Linked DNA regions of Rattus norvegicus: region 2 is linked to region 1. Evidence: chromatin contacts called from public Hi-C data. All regions are on one chromosome and are shown on one strand. The core of a region is the stretch at or near the end of the contact, and the rest is flanking DNA. Distances in the headings are between cores, read along the strand shown.

Region 1 (6,075 bases), core at 1,296-3,795:
CACAACCAGCGGGGACTGGGGTAGACACATAGCCACTTCATTCTGAGAACAGTATCTTTAGAGAGCTGGATCGGAGGGTGTGGGGATTAAGTATCTAAATTTATTGTTTCCCTGGAGACGACCATTTTTAAAAGTCTCCTTCCTGGAGCTGTGGAATGCCTGCTCACTCCCTCCTTGGCTGTGTGGTGCTGTGGACAGCACACAATGGAGCTCAATAGAGCTGCCCAGCCCCCTCCCCACATGGTGCGCCCCACTGGCTGGCTTGAAAGGTTCGGCCCTAGGAACAGAAGGCTGCAGCTGGCAGACACTTCCTCTTAAACCACTTGCCCCTACCTCTGCCTCAGTGCCTGGTTGTTCAGAGCCAGGGAGGCCCATGAGTTTAAAAGCTGAATAGCTGACCAGAGTCCTCTGCGTGATTCAGCCAAGGCATCTGATAGGTAAACTGAGGTTCAGCCACCCTGGACACAGCAGCATCCCCACCATCACCTCTGGACTTCATTAAAATGTCACCGACTGTCATCTGGTTAGACCAAATCTCCCAGAGGCATGCTTTTTATAAACAAACAAACAAACCACACAATAATTCAAATGGTTCTATTCTGGGACAGTTGGGAAACTGCCCTCTCAGATGGGAGTCTTTGGAAGGCAAAGACCTAAGTAAGATGGACAGACTGCATTCTGGGGTGAAAACCAAAGGTCAGGGCAGCAGTGTCTCTGTGGCAAATCCGCTAACCCCACTGACAAGAGAGCCCTCCACAACCAGCTGTGCTAGAAGGAAACTGGGAGTTGGCTCTGCCGTCAAGGCTTGGTCAGGTGAGCCCTGGTGACAGGCTCCAAGGACAACGTTGTTTTTGCACTGCAGGCCAAGAAAACTCTGGGATGGGAATGTAAATGAACTCCGCCCCAAGAAGCTATGGCTTGCTTTGTTTGTTGTTGTTTTACTGGGTTCCAAACCTCCCCCTTGAGCAATAAAGCTCCCAGCGAACTTTGTCCACCGAAGCCTTCCGGTCAGCACCGGGGGACAGCCACACAGGTGGTGGGCTCAGCAGCTGGACGCCAAGGGGAGGCAAACAGCCAGCTTCTGCCTTATCTTTTGCTTCTCAGCAAGCAGCTGAAGGTTTAGTGACCTTACTTCTCTGTGTTGCACATTAATCACGCCTCACTGACTTCCTCAACCGATAGCAGGTAGGTCAGGATTTTCCTACTTTGGAAGACAGAGAAAGGGGCAAAGCAGAGTGATTTGTTCAGTTATGATAGCAAGGTGCTTTCTCATCTTCCCTCCCTCCCTCCTCCTTCCTTCTCTCCCTCATGTAGCCCAGGCTGTCCCCAACTTAATAAGTAGCTGAAGATGACCTTGAACTTGTGATCCTCTTACCTTTGAAAAGTCCTGAGATAACAGGCCTAGGGCCCAGCTTCTTTTCTTTCTTCCTCCTCCTTCCCTCCCTCCCTCCCTCTTTTCCTCCCTCCCTCTTTTCCTCCCTCCCCCTTCCTCCCTTTCCTCCTTCCCTCCCTCCCTCCCTCTTTCCTTCCCTCTTTTCCTCCCTCCCCCTTCCTTCCTTTCCTCCTTCCCTCCCTCCCTCCTTCCTTCTTTCTTTCCTTCCGTCCTTCCTTCCTAAAAAACGAAATGAGAAATTCTTCAACTTTTTTCCCTCCAACCCTCCTGTCTAGGCACTAACTCTGTCTCCCTGGAGAAGGATGCGGGTGGCCTGGTGTGAGCAAAGCTTGCAGGCAGATGATGAGTTGCCATGGGTGTGCCCCTGAGTGTGTACACAGGTGGACCCACCTGGAGCCACATGGAAGTGAGGTGGTCCCTGGAAACGTATGGTCCTACCATTTATGACACATTTCCACCAGGGCCCCCTGACCAGAGAGGCCACAGTAGGAGCCGCAGGAGAGCCAGTCTGAAGGTGGCCGGGGGAACTGCCTCTGAAGGTATTCCAGGAATGTTAATGGTATGCCTGAGTGGCGGGCTTCAGAGATCCGGCTTGGCCTGAGAACTGTTCTCCTGGCCATCTGTTGTAGCCCAGAAGTCTCATAGCAACGGTGGTGTCTCAAGAATGGAGCCCCCCCCTTTGTAAATTAAAATTAACTAACACAAAACCCAAAATTGCTCCACTGCCCAAGAAGAATCGGGACAGGATTCAGCTTCTTTCTGCAGAATGATGAGCTTTTCAGGAAGAAAAGCCCCCGCATCCTTAATTTCTGTTCTTTAAATGAGCAATTTGTACTTGCTTTTGAGGTCTTCATTTTTCCTCCCCAGGGGTAGAATGCTTTAAAAAAAAAAAAAAGGTGGGGGGAGTTGAAAACTAGTTGCTCAAAGCTGTGAGCCAAATAATTGGCAAAAATAAAAATATTGCTTGATTTAAAAAAAAATGGTCAGAGTGTTGTGATTTCCTGCCATTTGCTCTTCATAATCTGGTCAGCAGCCGCATGCATTCCCACCCCCTTTGTAATAACGTGAGCTTTCTAGCTTGGCCCTTCAGGAGATGATCTTCAAACAGATTAATTTTTATTGTGACAGTATGTGTGCCAAAGGAGGGAATTTCTTGAATCTGTGGACCTCAGGAGGGAAAAGGAATGTAGTTTCACATGTGTACTGGCTCTGCTGTTGTGTTACTATGGAAACCACTTTCAGGAGAATGTTGACATCTCCAAGTTTTATAAAATTTCTCAGCGAGGGGGGGGCACCACAAAATATTTCAGGTGATTTTGACGATGTGCAATACGATTTTTAAAAATAATTTATTTTTATTTTATGTATATTGGTTATTCGACTTGCATCTATGTCTGTGTGAGAGTGTCAGATCCCTGGAATTGGAGTTACAGACAGTTGTGAGCTGCCATGTGGGTGCTGGGAATTGAACCCAGGTCCTCTGGAAGAGGAGTCAGTGCTCTTAACCACTGAGCCATCTCTCCACATTCTGAGTATACACAGGCACACACGCATTACTAAATTGATTCCTGGAGTGTTGTTCAGGTTCAGTGTCCCAGCCCTCATAGTTAAGGGCAATCCCACTGACCACCACGAAAAGAAAAGGTACTGCCTGAATTTGTTTTCTGGAACCTGGGTTCCTAATGAAGGCAGGCTCTCCGTGGAAGGCATGTCCACTGGACCCTGTTCTCTCTTATGTAAAATTTAAACAGCGAATATTTATGGAGCGACTGACCATATGTCGGTTGTCTTTCTAAATACTGGATTTAGAGTTGTGAACAAAAGTGAACATTTTAGTCAGGGATCAGAGTTGAACCCAAAACAAAACAAAACAAAAAACCCTCATTCAGTTGTGCTGATGGGTTTGAAAATAGTCATTTCTGTAGGGAAACAGAAGCAGAAAAAGTATATGTATACACAAGTGAGAGAGGGGGAGAGAGAGGGAGGGAGGGAGGAAGGAGAGAGAGAGAGAGAGAGAGAGAGAGAGAGAGAGAGAGAGAGAGAGAGAGAGAGAGAGAGAGAGAGAGAGAGAGAGAGACTGGCTGAAGAACAGAACAGCATCTACAAAGGGAAAGTGTTGATGGAAGAGCTGGGCAGCCAATGAGGAAGGGAGCTGGAGAGCAAATGAACCAATGAGACCAATGAGCGGGGAGGTGGACAGTCAATGAACCAATGAGCAGGAGCTGGCTGCCTCAGGAGAGAACACTAGAGAAAGCCGCCACGTATCAATGGGGATTTCCTTCAGAGAGCAGTTGTAAGGTTTCAGTGATGGAGTTTGTCATTCGCAGTGCCTGGCCCTGAGAAAACCTTCTTGATACTGGCAGGCTATTGTCCACTCATTGCTGCTGTGAACAAGGTTCAGAGGCAGAATGATCGAGTATGTGGCCTAGAGCTGTGGTCTATCCGAAAATGTGTCACTTGCCACTAGAAATGCTGCAGGAGAAACTGTTGACCCATGGTCCAGGAGATTCTCGAGAATTTAGCTTCCTTGTGAGGATTGAGCCCAGGCCTTGGACTCTTCACTACTTCAACCCTATCTTCTCACATATGGGAGGAAGAACTTATTTAGAAAAAACCAGGCTTGGAGCCGGGAGATCGCTCAGTGCTTAAATATTGGCTGGACAAGTATGAGGATCAGAGTTCAGATGCCCAAAAACCCATGTAAATGCCAGGTGGGTGTAGCCACCTGCCTGTAATTTTAGCAACAGAAGGCAGAGACCGAGAACAGGAGCAAGCTAGCTATTGAGAGTCCTCTGTCAGTCAGCTCTGGGTTTAACTGGGAGACCAGGCCTCCATGAATAAGAAGAGGAATGGAGCATGAGTCTTCATATCAACTTCAGGTCTCCACAGTATGCTCCCACACATATACAAAACAAAAATAGCCCACGTATGTACAAACATGTACAACACATATTTTTTTAAAAAAAAAGAAGGTGGAAAAGAAAACTGGGCTGGAGAGATGGCTCAGTGGTTTAGAGCTCTTCCAAAGGCCCTGAGTTCAAATCCCAGCAACCACATGGTGGCTCACAACCATCTGTAATGAGATCTGATGCCCTCTTCTGGTGCGTCTGAAGGCAGCACCAGTGTACTTATAACATAGAAGGATAAATAAATTTAAAAAATATTAAAAGAAAAAGGAAGCTGTCCTTGTTTAAGAGAAGCCATTGTTCTTATGCAGATATCAAGTTGACACACTCAGGGACAGGTATATTTTGAGCTATCAGGTGCCAATTTCAGCCTTTAAAAGGCTTCTGGATTCCACTGATGTTCTGGGGTCTCACATGGGGATGTCTGGGTCTTGATCCTGGTCCTTGCCCTAGGCCACAAGATGGGTTGGGAGGACCTTGTTGTGGATAGCATGACAAGGAATTAGAGTGTTTCTCATTCCACATAAAAACCTCTCAGAGCTTTCAGAATGATCTAGACACCCCCAGCGCACTTTAAATGCCTAGATTCGGTTGTACTGACTTCTTTCTGTGAACTTGAGCATGTTCGTCCTAAGTCAGGGCCAGTGATGACTAGCTCGAGAAGCTTCAAGAAGACAGGGAGTTTTTCCTTCCAAGCATATGAAGACTATTGTTGGTCAGGATTATCCTTGCTCCAGAGCCAGGCCGAGTAAATGCATGTAAATACAAGAGTCTATGTAAAACCATGAGCCTTGTCCCCAGCTCCGGAAAAAAAAAAAACAAACACAAAAAACCATGAGCCTTCATCATGGTGAATGTCCTCAGAGGCAAGGACTTTAATCACCCAAAGGGTTCTCAGACATTTGGATGAAAGCCTGACTCTCAGTGTCCCTTCCAAATCCATGTTTTTCCACAACACATTTCTTTTTCCTTAGGATTTATTTATTTATTATATACAAGTACACTCTTAGCCGTCTTCAGACACACCAGAAGAGGGCATCAGATCCCATTACAGATGGTTGTGAGCCACCATGTGGTTGCTGGGATTTGAACTCAGGACCTCTGGAAGAGCAGTCAGTGTTCTTAACCACCGAGCCATCTCTCCAGCCCCACGACATGTTTCTTAAGACTAAGATTCTTCTGGAACGCTCACTTGGAGTTGTCTTTAGCTCGCATGCTAGTCAGTTCCGAGAGCAGGAAGTTGCTGAGGGGAGTGGCTTTGATTTACATCAGGTTAGTGGCCAGGGGAATCATGCTCCTGTAGTGGTCACCCAGGTCTAGCTGGCTGGAGCCCTTGATGATATTGTGTGTCTCAGTAGCTCCCAAGGCCAATGAGTGGTTGTATCACCACAACTGGCTGCCAATTACTTGCTAAGGTCAGTGGTAGAGTTCATGTTCTTTCCTGAGCTAACACATGCGTAGTATTTATTATCTTCTGAATGACTTGCTGAAAAAACGCTAGCTCTCAATATAGCTATTCCCATGTAAAAGGTTAAACTATGGTAAGAATTTAATCAAGATCACGTAGTGGCTGAGCTGGGATTCGAACTGAGGCTGTCTACCAGTGGGTAGGTTCTCTTGCCAGCTACGCTAGATTTTTGTTCACAAAGCGCTTTGTCTATGACTGTGCCTTCCGCACCCTGTCTTGTGGTGCAGGGACTCGAACCCAGAACACCGTGTATGGTAGACAAGTGTTCTTACCACGGAGCTACCTCCTGAACACCATGTACCTTTTAT
Region 2 (6,075 bases), core at 1,624-4,123, 81 kb before region 1:
CAGTGGACAGGAAATATTAGTTATTCCCCATGGAAGAGTCTAAACCATAGAAGTTCACAGCATCCAGTTAGGTTCAGAGACCCTCAGTAGGACTTGAAAAAAAATTTTTTTTTAAGTTTTAGTAAGGTTAGTAAGGTATTTGTATCACATTCATGATGCCTCGGAGTTTCTCTCCAGCGCCATGTAAACAGTGACACATGCCTGCAATCCCAGCACTTGGTGGGTGAAGGAGGGGAGATCAGAAATGCAGAGTCATCCTTGCCTATATTCCAAGTTCGAGACCAGCCTGGGATACATAAGACCATGGATCAGAAAATAAAATTTGAATAAAATGTAAAACTGTAGAATGTAAAAATGTGATTGTAGATGTAGGATGTTGGGCGTGGCACTACCAGAGATCTGATGTGCCTTTTACCTGATGGCTCAGTCTTACATCATTATAGAACGACGTCACAGCCAAGGACTTGATGCTGGTATGGTGCACATTTGTAGTTCCATGTAGCACAGCCAGGACACAAAACTGTCACATACAGTAAGCGTCTCCCTCACACACTATAGTTGTACAATCCACCTACGCCCACTGCTCCCCATCCCTAACTCCTGACCAACACTGTTATGTCTTCTATTTCTAATTTTGTCATTTTAAAAATGTTATACAAATATTCCCTTAAATTTCTGAGTGATAAACATTTCATGGTTTGAGTGTTTAACAGCGTGTTTGACCACTTAACTGTGGAGGGATATCTTGGCTGTTTACAGTTTGTACTGTTGCTGTAACAAACTGATGTAAGGCATGGCACACCCTTAATGCCAGCACTTGGGAGACAGAGGCAGGGGGACCTCTAAGCTCCAGGACAGCTTGGTCTGTATAGAGAGTTCCAAGTCACCCTGAGCTACATAGTGAGAACCTGCATATGTGTACATACATGTGCGTGTGAATGTAGCTGTATGTATACGTATGTGTGTACATATGTGTATCTGCTATGTCATGTGTATTTATAAACAGATCATCATGTGTGCAGAAATCTCCATTTCTCCGAGTTAATTCTCCGGGAGTGCATTTGCTGGACCATAGAGTAAGAATATGTTTGATTTTCAAAGAAGCTACCAAACTCGTTCCAGAGTGACGATCACATTTTGGGCTTCTCCCGTATTTGCCAGAATTTGATAAGATTTTTTTTTTTTTTTTGGTTCTTTTTTTTCTGGAGCTGGGGACCGAACCCAGGGCCTTGCGCTTCCTAGGTAAGCGCTCTACCACTGAGCTAAATCCCCAGCCCAAGATTTTTATTTTAATTATTTTAGCAGCTGTGTAATGACACCCCAGTGTGGTTTTAATCTGCATTCCCCTAATGGTCAATGGTGTTGAATATGCTTTTATGTATTTACAATAATAAGCCCTTCATGTCTTTTGCCCATTTTTTCTAATGGGATTGTTTTCTTTTTAAGATTTTTTTTTAATTTTATGTTTATGGGTGCTTTGTTTGCCTGTGAACCATGTGCATGTCTGGTACTTAAGGAGCCATAAGAAGGTGTCAGATACCCTGGAACTGGGGTTACAGATGGCTGTGAGCTGTCATATGATGCTAGGACTCAAACCCAGGTCCTCTAGAAAAGTACCGGTTTGTTTGTTTGTTTGTTTGTTTGTTTGTTTGTTTGTTTTGAGGCATAACCTTGGCTGTCCTGGAATTCACACTGTAGACCAGGCAGGCCTGGAACTCACAGAGATCTACCTGCCTCTGCCTCCCAAGTGTCAAGATAAAAGGCAAAGTGTGCCTGGTCGCTCCTAACTGAGCCATCCCACCTCTGATACTTCTCTTAAGGAAGTTTTCAAATTGTTTTGTCTTGTCTGGGTCTTGTTTTGTTTGAGATAAAGTCTCACAGCGTAGCCCAGGCTGGCCTTGAACTTGCTGTTTAGCCCAAGTGGACCTCGAAAGCAGCCGTTGCCTTGGTTTCCTGAGTGCTGGGGTTACAGTCATGCTCCAGCTCCAAGTTCTTTACCCAGTATCCTTCAGAGCACTGTCTAGGTTGCCCAGTATCATTCAGAGCTCTGTCAGTTGTTAACTCCAAGGTCGTCACTGCTTCAACATGGATATGAGCTCTATCTTTCATTATTCTGCCCAGTCATGCCCTCCCCTGTATCGCAGTACAGTTTTTTCTGATTCCCAGCTTCCTCAGCCATTTCCTGACCCCCAAGAACAGCCTGGATCTTGTGTCTAAGCTTCTTCTTGACCCCATGATGTGTTGTGAACTCATGCATTTGAATACTCAGGCCCTAGCTGGTGGAACTGTTTGGGAAGGATTTGGAGGCGTGGCTTTATTGGAGGAGGTTTGTCACTGGGAATGGGCTTTGAGGTTTCAAAGGTCCATGCCATTTCCAGTTAGCGCCCTCTGCCTCCTCCTTATGGATAGGCATGTAAGCTCTCAGCTACTGCTCCCGCAACATGCCTGCCTGCCTGATGCTATACTCCCTACCATCAAAGCCATGGGCTCACCCTCCGAGGCTGTAAGTCCCTACGAGCTGTTTCTTTTACAAGTTGCCTTGGTCATGATGCCTTATCACATTAATAAAAAAAAAAAAGAAGTAACTAAAATAGTAGCAGACTCTGGAAACAGGACCCTCTGAAAATCATGGTCTCCTTTGAACATTACCAGTTTGCAGCCGTGGCAAGGAAATGTGGGAGAGACAGCCACAGGAGGAAGAATTAGGTGTACTGCCAACCAGGACAATAGCCTTTGCTTAGGCAGTGTCTCTGGAAGGTTATTTTTAACTGCCACATCATAAAGTAAACATTTGCCCTTGATAAGTGCCCTGTTCACTGGCTGGTTCTAAACTCTGGTCAGAGAGATTACCGGAAGAGCCCAGGAGTGGTAGGAAGCAGGAGTCTGGGCGAGGGCTGCCAGCTGAGACATTCTTGACAGAGCAAACAATCGGCCTGCCCTGTGTGCAAGAGCTTGCGTCACCTGGTCATGAGGCGCCGTGGAATTTGTGGAATGGATTGTCACCCAATATCCCAGAATAATAGGAGCACACATTCTTAGTTTTATGTAAGAGCTAGTAAGGACTGCTCCGCCCAGCCGAGCAGAGGCGAGGAGCACAGCGGGTGCCGGACTGCGTGCCTTTCTTCCCTTGCCTCCTCCTCCTGCCCTCTCTTAACCCTGAGGAAGAAAAGGGGGACAGAGAGAGGAGAAAAGGAAGACCCACTGCACGGGGGCCATTAGAATGTGGCACGGCTGTTGGAAGATAAACACAAAGAGTGGAAATATAAAAGAATGGGTTTCTCACATCCTAGAAAGTTTCCTCCCTCCCTGCCCCTCCCTCCATTCTTCCCTCTCACCCCTCCCTCCACTCCTCCCTCCCTTTCTTGTTTTCTTCCTTCCCTTAGAACCCTGGGTCAGTATATCCCCAGCTGGCCTCAAACGCCTTGTGTAACTAAGGAGACATTTTCAATGTCTGATCCTTCTGCCTGCCCCTCCAGAGTGCTGGGATTACACTCGTGTGCTACCTACCATACCTGCATTATGAGGTGTTGGGCATGGAACCCTAGGGTTTAAGGGTTTAAGGCATGCTGGGTAAGCAGTCTATAGCTGAGCTCATACCCCGCCCAGAACTTTCCTTTTGTTTCAATGTTGAACTTCCTCGGTGAATACCTCTCTACAACAAAGCTCAGAGGGATGACGTAGCTATTATTAGGCTGAGATCATCTGTTTAGATCTAGGAGCTGAGAAAGTTGCCTTCTCAAAACACAACATTTGAAGGTTGTTCTCCCCCCCCCACCCCCGTACATATAATTAAAAATCAACAACAGCTCCAGCTGGGTGAGACAATAAAAAATCTTGATTAATTCAGCTCGAAATAGTTCAGAAGTAAGGGAGCCGGGGGTTTGCTTTGACTTGGTAAATCTCCAGACATGCATTGCCTTGTATGGTATCTGTTTGTTTGTTTGTTTATATTTAATGTACATTGGTGTTTGGCTGCGTGTTTGTCTGTGTAAGGGTGTCAGAAGCCCTGGTACTGGAGTTACAGACAGGTGTGAGCTGCCCTGTGGATGCTGGGAATTGAACCTGGGTCCTTTGGAAGAGCAACTGGTGTTTTTTAACTCCTGAGCCATCTCTCCAGCCCACACGGTATCAATTTCAATCCGAGGCCTGCTCCAGTGTTTCAGTGTTCATCTCCCTAAAGCAGCCCTTTCTTCCTACAACTCAAGAGGGTCCACAGGGCTGTCTGCATGGTCCAGGAGTGGTTGTAAGGACAGGTGGGGTGTCATGGGCCGCTGGGCCCAGGCTGGCCTTTCTGGGTTGGTTCCTGGAGCAGGGTGGTGGGATTAAATGCTCTGCTGATTTAAACATCGTGAGTGTTCACAATAAAGGATTTGAGGACAGACATGGGGGCAACAACCAAAATGTTATCACTACATCTTCTAAAAGGTTAGTCCTACTTCTGAATTGAAGATAAAATTTGCTTGAGAGAGAATTTAGCTCATTCTGAAACGTGAGGTAAGACATCTGAGAAATGATGAACTAATTTATACCAAAACGTGTGAACACAGGCAGGAAAAAGGTTACACAGTGCTAAATATCAGTTGAGCTAAGAAGCAATTATATTTCTCTGCGATTGAATGAAATTCACTCATAAGCCCTAACTTCTACTTACTAACAGAAAACTGTGCCTTCTCTGATTGAAGATAAATTCAGTTACTTCTTGCTTAAAACTCAATCTTTTATAAGTTCTTAATCAATTCAAAAATTTTCTTTTCTTCCCATTCATGGCTCTGCAGGTTTCCTTGTAAGATTGTAACACCAGAGGCTGTGAAGTACCCCTGGGAGGACAGTCCCCTCTTGTGACATTGCTTTCACTTTGGATTCTGCCCCCAAGTTCCACCCCCAGCTAACACCCACCACAGTCTCACCCTACTTTCAACTCCTAGTCCAAAATTTATCCAAGCATTCCCAATCCTCTGGCATTTTCTCGGCCATGCTCTTGCTCAAATGGGCACGGAGGATGTAGGGAGCCATGGGGAGACCTCAGGGGCCCCTCCATGGAAAGAGTGGGCATGGGAGAAGCATGGGGTGGAATTGTCTATCAAGTGCAATCTCACTGAGCATGCCTGGGACTACTGGTGCTCTAACAGCCACTCATAGTGTCCTATAGATCTCTAAGACTCTTCCCTTATAGAATTTCCAGTGGGGAGTTGAAGCACAAGTCTTCTTCCGAGATTCCCCAAACCAGATGAAGTTTCTATTGTTTCCATCCCTGGTGTTTGGTCCTGGAAGCAGCCACCCTGACTCTTTTACTGTCCTTCATTATTCTCTTGGCTTTAGTCCACTCTATTAAGGATTTAGCAACCACACACATATAAAAAAATTTATTCTGTCAGGTAGTGGTAGTGAATGCCTTTAATTCCGGCATTCGGGACACAGAGGCAGGTGGATCACTGTGACTTTGAGGCTAGCCTGGTCTCCAGAGCAAGTTCTAAGGACATCCAGGGCTACATGGAGGAACTCTGTCTTGAAAAGCAATACATAAATAAATAAATAAATAAATAAATAAATAAATAAATAAATAAATAAATAATTCTATTTAGTTTGGTGGAGGGCACTTACCAAATATTATATTATTTGGAGTTTCCAACAAAACCAAAATTTTTTTTAAAGATTTATTTATTTATTATATACATGAGTACACTGTAACTGTCTTCAGACACACCAGAAGAGGGCATTAGATCCCATTACAGATGGTTGTGAGCCACCATGTTGTCACTGGGAATTGAACTCAGAACCTCTGGAAGAGCAGTCAGTGCTCTTAACCACTGAGCCATTTCTCCAGCCCCCAAATTTTCTTATTTAGTATTTTGTTCTAGTTCTGGACAACAGTGACTGTCTTAGTTAGAGTTTTACTGCTGTGAACAGACACCATGACCAAGGCAACTCTTATAAAAGACAACATTTAATCAGGGCTGGCTTACAGGTTCAGAGGTTGAGTCCATTATCATCAAAGTGGGAGCGTGGTAGTGTCTAGGCAGGCATGGTGCACGCTGAGCTGAGACTTCTACATCTTCATCTGAAGACTGCTAGCAA

Evidence for each region. Hi-C and Micro-C count contacts between places; a contact is called where the count stands out from the background.
Region 2: a Hi-C map of the A7r5 cell line shows a contact between it and region 1, with 2.1 times the contacts expected there. The contact joins two enhancer-like sites. A contact is called at or near these places in 3 of 12 Hi-C or Micro-C datasets (the A7r5 cell line, hepatocytes and liver).

The regions. Positions count from the first base shown.
Region 1 is chr14:15,531,646-15,537,720 of GRCr8, reverse strand. The region is part of intron 2 of Shroom3 (shroom family member 3); the gene reads left to right. Among named protein-coding and RNA genes, the nearest start is that of Shroom3, 150 kb to the left of the region's middle. Within about 2 kb of position 2,545, at least 13 of the 93 cell types and tissues checked have an H3K27ac peak or open chromatin away from gene starts, as enhancers often do. A contact at or near this core is called in the A7r5 cell line, where this site is marked.
Region 2 is chr14:15,612,904-15,618,978 of GRCr8, reverse strand. All of the region lies in intron 1 of Shroom3 (shroom family member 3), which reads left to right. It also overlaps the pseudogene LOC134481830. Among named protein-coding and RNA genes, the nearest start is that of Shroom3, 64 kb to the left of the region's middle. Within about 2 kb of position 2,873, at least 31 of the 93 cell types and tissues checked have an H3K27ac peak or open chromatin away from gene starts, as enhancers often do. A contact at or near this core is called in the A7r5 cell line, where this site is marked.